Linked DNA regions of Mus musculus: region 2 is linked to region 1. Evidence: chromatin contacts called from public Hi-C data. All regions are on one chromosome and are shown on one strand. Each heading gives the region's core, a stretch centred on a gene start, on an enhancer-like site or on the middle of the called end of the contact. The rest is flanking DNA. Distances are from core to core; before and after follow the strand shown. Region 1 overlaps Stat5b (signal transducer and activator of transcription 5B). Region 2 overlaps Stat3 (signal transducer and activator of transcription 3).

The links. Hi-C and Micro-C count contacts between places; a contact is called where the count stands out from the background.
Region 2: a Hi-C map of bone marrow-derived macrophages shows a contact between it and region 1, with 37 read pairs. The contact joins two enhancer-like sites. A contact is called at or near these places in 1 of 15 datasets of contacts at CTCF or cohesin (large pre-B cells), 5 of 484 Hi-C or Micro-C datasets (CD4 T cells, ECoMG myeloid progenitors, T follicular helper cells and 2 more), 2 of 115 datasets of contacts at active chromatin or transcription factors (embryonic stem cells and memory CD8 T cells) and 4 of 9 other capture datasets (adipose tissue, embryonic stem cells, liver and 1 more).

Annotation. Positions count from the first base shown.
Region 1 is chr11:100,803,404-100,807,837 of GRCm38.p6, forward strand. Stat5b (signal transducer and activator of transcription 5B) reads right to left here. Exons shown (of 19, transcript NM_001113563.2): 3 at 1,467-1,623. Among named protein-coding and RNA genes, the nearest start is that of Ghdc, 35 kb to the left of the region's middle. Within about 2 kb of position 2,183, at least 64 of the 459 cell types and tissues checked have an H3K27ac peak or open chromatin away from gene starts, as enhancers often do. A contact at or near this core is called in bone marrow-derived macrophages, where this site is marked.
Region 2 is chr11:100,892,316-100,896,511 of GRCm38.p6, forward strand. It overlaps Stat3 (signal transducer and activator of transcription 3), which reads right to left. Exons shown (of 24, transcript NM_213659.3): 15 at 4,008-4,091; 16 at 2,749-2,847; 17 at 2,386-2,521; 18 at 1,849-1,901; 19 at 1,576-1,670; 20 at 1,350-1,489; 21 at 759-971. Among named protein-coding and RNA genes, the nearest start is that of Stat5a, 35 kb to the left of the region's middle. Within about 2 kb of position 1,301, at least 46 of the 459 cell types and tissues checked have an H3K27ac peak or open chromatin away from gene starts, as enhancers often do. A contact at or near this core is called in bone marrow-derived macrophages, where this site is marked.

The DNA.
Region 1 (4,434 bases), core at 933-3,432:
TTGGACTGGACCCTGGACTGGAGGGACACTTGTGAGTCAGTTGACAAATGGATAATAGAGACAGAATAGTAAGTAAAAGTTTGTGTGAATGTTAAACACACTAAATTGAATAACTGTATTGTGACCCTGTAAGGGAAGTTCATGTTCTTAGAACATACATGCTGAGATACTCAGGGGAGAGATGTATGTAACTTACTCGCAACTAGAAATGTGTGTGTGTGTGTATGTGTGTGTGTGTGTGTGTGTGCATGTGTACGTGAAGGTATGTGTGTGTATGTGTCTGCATCTGTATGTGTATGTTTGTATGTGTGTGTATTGTGTAACTATGTGTGTGTGTTGTATGAGTATGTGTGTATGTGTGAGAGTGTGTATGTGTGTATGTGTACATGTGTACATGAAGGTGTGGGGGCAGGAAAGGGAGAGAGGAGCGTGAGAGAGATGATGATGTAAATGAACCTGAGCATATGAAGGGGGCCTTGTTGTACCTCTGCTGCAACTTTCTGCAAATTCAAAATTATTTTGAAATAAGAAGTTAAAAGAGAGTAAAAGTCATGGCTGGGAGTGGTGCTTACCTACAGCCCATACTGGGGGTGGAGTGGAATTGATGCAGGAGGATCCCCAGTTTGAGGCCAATCTGACCTAAATAGTGAAACTTTTCATTTCTTTTTAAATAAAGATTAGTTTCTATTTTTATTTCTGTGTCTGTATGTCACTTGTGGGTGGATGCCTGTTGAGGTCAGAAGAGGGCTCCAAGCCCCAGGTTACTGTGAGTTTCCTGATGTGGGTGCTGAGAGCTGAACCCAGGTCCTCTACAATAGCAGCACGCTGGCTGGTTTTCTATCAACCTGACACAAATTAGAGTCATCAGAAGAGGGCGCCTCAGTGGAGAAAAATGCCTTCTTATGATAGGTTTGGGTTGTAGGAAAGCCTATAGGGCATTTTGTTAATTAGTGATTGATGTGGGAGGGCCCAGCCCATTGTGTGTGGGGCCGCCCCTGGGCTGGTGGTTCTGGGAGCTATGAGAAAGCAGGCTGAGCAAGCAATGGGGAGCAAGCCAGTAAGCAGCATTCCTCTATGGCCTCTGTATCAGCTTCTGCCACCAACTTCCTGCTTTGTTTGGGTTCCTGTCCCGACTTCCACCAATGACGAACTGTGATGTGGAAGTGTAAGCCAGATAAACGGTGTTCTCCTCAATTCACTTTTGGTCATAGTGTTTCATCACAGCAATAATAACCCTAAGACAAGCAGGAAGCGCTCTTAACCACAGAACCAACTCTCCAGCCCCACGGTGAGACTCTTGTCTCAAAGAAGGTAACAGCCGCAACCACAAAGCCAATCAAAACCATGTGCGTGAAACACACATTTCTACGATGCCGGGTTAAAGATCAGAACACGTGTCTACAGAAAATTAAATGAAGAAGTCCTCAAGAGGGCAGGGCCTAAGTGTGGCCAGTGTTTGTACCCACCTGGAGCTGTGTGGCATAGTGCCCCAGCTTGATCTTCAGCAAAAACCCATCTTCCCCCACCTGGTGCTCCGCCTTCTTCTGCAGCTCCTGCACCAGGCCCTCCAGGAGCTGGGTGGCCTTAATGTTCTCCTGTGGATTATCAAGATCTATTGAGTCCCTAGGGGAAAAAAATTACACAATCTGTATACATACATGCATAGGAGCCTGTACACATGCAGCCTTTACATACTACATTTGTTTTGTGGGTGCTGGGATTATAGGTGTGAGCCATCATGGGAGTCTGGAACGTGATTTCTTCTATAATTCACGGGTTAAGAAACACCCCGACATAAGTTGGCTAAATGTCTACAATGCCTGACTCTACAATTCTTTTAGCTGAGCTTTACACTTCTTTCTCTAAATACTCCTTCCTCCCTTCCCTTTACTGACTGACTCTGATATTAACCCACCCCCTCCTAGGAATAAAGGGAATAAGGGGTCTTCTAACTTCCAGTTTATACTCGTATCTCCAGGGTATGTGGGACAGGGTATATAGTTCTGCATGTTCTTTCCAACCTTGACTGGCTCCAGGCCCCCAGTCACTGCCCTTCCTAAGGGACCCTGGAAGGGAGGCATCAGGACAGAAGATGCCTACAAGTATTCACACCCAGGAGAATAGTCTGTCATCACTGCAGATATGGGACCTGGAAATAACACTGACTCCTCCAGTGAAGGCGAGAAGCCAGTCCCCAGACCTCGTGTCATCCTGAGCTGTTCAGCTGGTGACAGGGGTTGGGTCCACTTCCTCCTTATCTTCTTTCTTTTTGTCCTTAAAAGATTTTTGTCTACTAAGTTAGGCAACAATTGCTGCTGGGTAATACTTAAGTGACTTAGCACGCTGACAAACCAAACAGCTGTCAGGCTGAAATAATATCTAATTACTGCTGACCAGGTCCACAGCCAGGGAAGAGAGCCAGCGGCAGCTAAAAGACAGCCACCCACAAATCCCTGAAGTTAGCAAGTGGCTGGTGGCAAACAGCTAGGCAGACGCGCACCAAAGCCCTGAGACGACCTTACCAGAGACCACCCAACCTGTGTCTGGAAAGGGTAGGGACAAAGCCAATTTTTAGAAGTGTATTCTCTATGGGTTGAAGAAAATATGTATGAAGTGGAAGGCTAGACGGGCTGCAGGCACAGCCTTGCTCCTCTGTTCTGACTGGGAGCCCACTGTTGAAAGGATCTAGTCTTTTTTTGTTTGTTTGTTTTTTCAAGACAGGGTTTCTCTGTATAACCCTGGCTGTCCTGGAACTCACTTTGTAGACCAGGCTGGCCTTGAACTCAGAAATCCACCTGCCTCTGCCTCCCAAGTGCTGGGATTAAAGGCGTGCGCCACCACTGCCCGGCTGAGAGGATCCAGTCTTTGAACAGAACACAGGAGTCTGGTTCTCAATTTGGACTCAACCATAGCCTACAATCAGAGACTTCATGACAGCTTCAATACGAAGAGCTGGAAACTCTTCGGTGATATCTCTATTTCTCTATGGGGAAAAAACAAAACCCTACCTAAAACCCACGTTTTCCTTAATATCAACCCCAATTTCCCAAAGCTTATTCAATAAGTAGACTACTCAGGAGATCTGCTGGCTGAAAGCCCATTTGCCTAGGACTGTCTCGAGTTCCTAGGCTTAAGTAATTCCCCTGCCTCAGCTTCCTGAGTAGCTGGAATTACAGGAATGCGCTGTTGTACTCGAATAAACGAAAGTTGGCTTTTGTTCTCTCTTTTGTGGTATGGAGCCAGTCTGCTTAGCTGGACGAATGCTCTACCGCTGATCTAGCCTCTAAGTGAGATTTTTAATCAGCAGAAACTTCCTATTAATGTTTTCCGAAATCTCCCAAATCATTAAAACAGAAAGAAAAGGAAAAGGACTGGACTAATTGAGGTGTGTTTGATGTTCTCATATTTAGTCAGTTTTTCCCCCTCTTAATTATATGAAGCTGGGATTTTTTTTTTAATTGCCTTCCTTCGGCAGGCTTGTTTCTGAACGGAGCCTTGCTAACAAGCTGTAGCAATTACTGTAAGGCAACATCTCCAGTGGGTAGGGACAGCCTTCTCCCAGCAGCAACAAGGCTGGCTCTCCAAAGAGGAGCTCACCACCCTGGTCAAAGCCTGGCTAGTCTGATGAACTTGTGATGAACTTGGACACTCACGGACAGACTGAGGCCAACGACGGGCAAGCTCCCTGCCCTGCACGCTGCTGGGCACCGCTGATGGCTGGTGAGGATGCGGCAGGGCTGAGGAGGCAGCCGCTCAGTGGTACAGCTGTCTCGTGTGTTGTAAGCTTTGTCCTAGCACTGCACGGTAAGATGCATTGCTACTGAACTGTGTTATACCGATCTAACAATTTTAAAGCTCAAGTATATAATTCATAATAGAGATAAAAATGTTGGCTAAGTCAACACTGAAATGTAACCATTATTAGTTTTTAAAAAGAAAAAAAAAAAAAACCATTTAGTGAGTTCCGGGACAGCCAGAGCTATATAGTATGAGACCCTATCTCAGAAAAACAAAAAACCAGAGAGCTATGAATGTTTTGATTATTAAATCAATATGTTAAATATCTGATTTATAAGATATAAATTTCAGCACATGGGAGACAAAGGCTGATCTTGAGTCCAAGACTAGTCTGGTCTATATAGTGAATGCAGGCCACTCATAACTACACGGTGAAACTTTACCTTGGGGGGAAAAAAAAAAGCCAGGCATGGTTCTTTCTTGCCTTTAATCTCAGCACTTTTGAGTTCCAGGACAGCCAGGGCCTGTCTCAAAAAGTGAGAGACCTTGTCTCAAAAACAAACAAACAAACAAACAAACCAAAACAAGGCAAGCTCAGAGGCTGGAGAGAGGCCTGTGTGGTTAAGAGAGCTTCCTGCTCTTCCCGAGGACCTGAGTTCAGATCCCAGCGGCCACACCAGGTGGTTCGCAACCACT
Region 2 (4,196 bases), core at 51-2,550, 88 kb after region 1:
TACCAGCAGTTCTCAACCTTCTGAATGCTATGACCCTTTAATACAGCTCCTCATGTTGTGGTGACCCCAACCATACATTACTTTTTCTTACTACTTCATAGCTGTAATTTTGCTACAGTTATGAATCATAATGGAAATCTCTGTTTTCCTATAGTCTTAAGCGCTCCGTGAAAGGCTGAGAAATGCTGATTTACAGCCACACGCACTCCCACAGAGTAGATGCATCTTGTTTCTAAATGCCAAGTCCACATTCCCTCCAGTCATCATCTCTGGAACATCAACACCTCCAGCTTGATGTCAGCTCTGCCCCAGGCTGCCAACAGCCACTGCCCCAGAAAGCCTTTCTTCAGACTCCTGGCACTGCTCACTCAGGACAGCAAAGCATGCTGGACTCAAATCTGTCTCGGGTCTTCTGGAACCCACTGACTGGAGAAGCACCAGAGAGACCTGCCTTCATTTCTCTTTCTAGTGTTTTAAAGTGGCGGGGTGGGAGGGAGGGGGAGATGGAAAGGGAGAAGAGAGGAAGAGGGAGAGATACTATTTTCATCTTCAGACTTCCAAGCTCCCTGAGGGCTGATTCTGTCCTCCTCTTGAATCCTGAGTTAGTCACCCTGTCAAGGAACCCAATAAACCACTCTTTCCCAAAAGAAGGAATCACCAAGCCCTGCTCCCACAAGATACTCAGCCATGTCCTTGTCTCTCCAAGGATGCGTACTTTCTCACTAGGAAGGAAGGCAAAGCCATGGAAAGTCAACAACTACCTGGGTCGGCTTCGGGGTGCTCCTGGCTCTCGGGCCTACAGTACTTTCCAAATGCCTCCTCCTTGGGAATGTCGGGGTAGAGGTAGACAAGTGGAGACACCAGGATGTTGGTCGCATCCATGATCTTATAGCCCATGATGATTTCAGCAAATGACATGTTGTTCAGCTGCTGCTTGGTGTATGGCTCTACAGACTGGATCTGGGTCTTGCCTGTCACGGACCATGGAAGGAGAGATTATGCCAGTGGAGTGAGTGCTGGAGACTCTGAATGCCCTGCCCAGTGACTTGGAACTGAGGCAATATCCAGGCGGGCTTGTAGAGATCCAGCTGGCTCATAGGCAAAAACACCTGCCGCAAATGTATTAACGGGGTAGGCAGGAAAGGGAGTACAGAAGTAAGATTTCAATCACACTTTTCTACACAAATGTTAGCCAAATGAGTGAACAGGACAAACTGGCAGGCCACCTCTTCAGGAGGCACAGGCCCTCTCTGCCCTTCAGGGGGCAGTAGTACCCAGAACATGAAGTAGCCGGGTGCTGCCAGTGGCCAGCAGGTGGAGCAAGTGATACAGGAGGCAAGCGTTCTTACCACTGATGTCCTTTTCCACCCAAGTGAAAGTGACCCCTCCTTCTTTGCTGCTCTCGCTGAAGCGCAGTAGGAAGGTGCCCGGGGGCTTTGTGCTTAGGATGGCCCGCTCCCGCTCCTTGCTGATGAAACCCATGATGTACCTGCAGCCAAGGACAACCAGTCACGGGCTTGCTGGGAGTAGGTGACTCGTTACACAGGGCAGCCTTACTGCAGAGTTTAACCTTACCCTTCATTCCAAAGGGCCAAGATATACTTTTTCACAAGGTCGATGATATTGTCTAGCCAGACCCAGAAGGAGAAGCCCTTGCCAGCCATGTTTTCCTGGAGAAAAGAATGGGAAAGCAAGTCCACCACCACTCACCCCAGCTCTTTCCTGCCAGAGCCTTCTTACACCCTCAGGTTCCTCTATCCTCAGGCAGCTCCTGACAGCTGCTGGAGAAAGGGGTCCTGGGCACCCCACACCTACCTCCTAACTGAGGGAATCAACAGGATCACTTACTTTGCAGAATTTAGCCCATGTGATCTGACACCCTGAGTAGTTCACACCAGGCCCTGGAAGAGAAAACAACAACCGGATTTCAGCCTTGGCCAAAGCTATTTCTTAAGCAGAATTTACAAAAAGGCCATGCATTTGTACATGTACTTACAGGGTGTGTGCCACACATGCCCACACACACCCAAGCCCAACAGCTGTCCCTAGATTAGGCCAGCACAGATGTCCTGTTGGACCCCTGCTTGTCCTTGCCTTGTGTGGTCTGAGAACTGGCAACACACAGTGACAAAGCTGGCAGCTGGGGTCAGGAGCCTTTTTTTTTTTTTTTTTGTAGGAGCACAGGTCAAAGTTACTTTCAGTCCAGATATTTTTTTAAAGGGGAGAAAAAATTTAAAACTATTGTCTTTGGCTTTTTAAAGAAAGAAACATGCTCTTCAAACACACTTAGCAACCTGGTCCTGGCATGGTGCCTTGCCCTAGGCTGACATGGGGACCCCGACTGAATGACCACCCCCCAGGCCAGACATGTCTGAAGCTGTCAACCTAGGAGCTTCTCAGCCAGCGTTGTCAGCTGCTCGATGCTCAGCCCCCGCTTGGTGGTGGACGAGAACTGCCAGCTGAGCACCTCGGCCACTTGGTCCCAGGTTCCAATTGGCGGCTTAGTGAAGAAGTTCACGTTCTATTGAAAAGAACACATTTGTTCACTTGGATGAGAGAGTGACACTGACAGCCTGCACCCACTTGGATGAGAGAGTGACACTGACAGCCTGCACCCACTTGGATGAGAGAGTGACACTGACAGCCTGCACCCACTTGGATGAGAGAGTGACACTGACAGCCTGCACCGGGGGTGGAGAAGCAGCAAGGTTCAGGGATTTCAGAGAGGGTTGGGGGTGGGAAACTCACCTTGGGGTTATTGGTCAGCATGTTATACCACAGGATTGATGCCCAAGCATTTGGCATCTGACAGATGTTGGAGATCACCACAACTGGCAAGGAGTGGGTCTGTAGAGTATGGGGACAGGCGGTGAATGACTTAGTGGGACAGCTGGGCTCTCACAGCTCCCAACCCTTGTCACCCGCATCTCAATAAGTTAGAATTAAAAATCACACCATGGCCACCCCTCACGGCAAGTGCAGGCTGGAGCAAGAACACCAAGAGGAGAAAGACCAGCCTGCATCAGGACCAGCCTGCATCAGGACCAGCCTGCATCAGGACCAGCCTGCATCAGCACTGATGTCTGAACATCATCAGTGACTTGTTCAAAGTCAGGCCCTAAAAACTAACACTAGGGCTGGAGAGATGGCTCAGCAGTTATGAGCACTGACTGCTCTTCCGAAGGTCCCGAGTTCAAATCCCAGCAACCACACGGTGGCTCACAACCATCCATAAAAAAGATATGACTCCCTCTTCTGGAGTGTCTGAAGACAGCCACAGTGCACTCATAATAAATAAATAAACAAACAAACCTTTAAAAACAAACAAACAAACAACTAACACTAACCCAAACACTAAGGCTAACCCAGGCCCTCAGCCCGACTCTCCAGAGACAGACCTGGAAGGCAACCTCCAAACAACCTGCATCTTTCCATGAAGCTGAGGTGTTAGAAATCAAACCTAAGGATGTCTGCTTTTCCAGGTCTAAACTTAATAAGATCAAGAAAGATGGAAAACAGGGGCTGGAGAGATGGCCTATCAGTTAAGAGCACTGACTATTCTTCCTGAGGTCCTGAGTTCAATTCCCAGCAACCACATGGTGGCTTTACAACCATCTGTGATGGAATCTAATTCCCTCTTCTGGTGTGTCTGAAGAGAGTAATGGTGTACTCACATACATAAAATAAATAAATCTTTAAGGAAGGAAGGAAGGAAACAAGCAAGCAAGCAAGCAGGAAAATAAAATCTAAATGGCGGCTACTAAGACCCACTTGCCCAAACTTCATCAAATCGATTCTAAACAATCACTAATATAGATTTTCATAACAGGTACTCAAGCAAGACTTTACTCTTGGGGACAGGGTGGCTCTCAGGGACGTTTCTGAGATAGATAATGAGAAACAAATCCAGGCTGGGCAGACAGCCATCATCCCGGCAGGCGTTCTGTCCTGGCCTCCCTGCACACGCACCCCCGCACACGAGCCGCCTGGTTCTGGGAAGGCCTCACCTCTAGGTCAATCTTGAGGCCTTGGTGGTACACCTCAGTCTCGAAGGTGATCAGGTGCAGCTCCTCAGTCACGATCAAGGAGGCCTGCAACAGCATAAGGTCTCTCAGAGACACTGGCAGGGACACAACTCTGCCCTCTTTCTTCCACCCAAAGACCCAAGGACATGATCCTCACATATGCACTACATA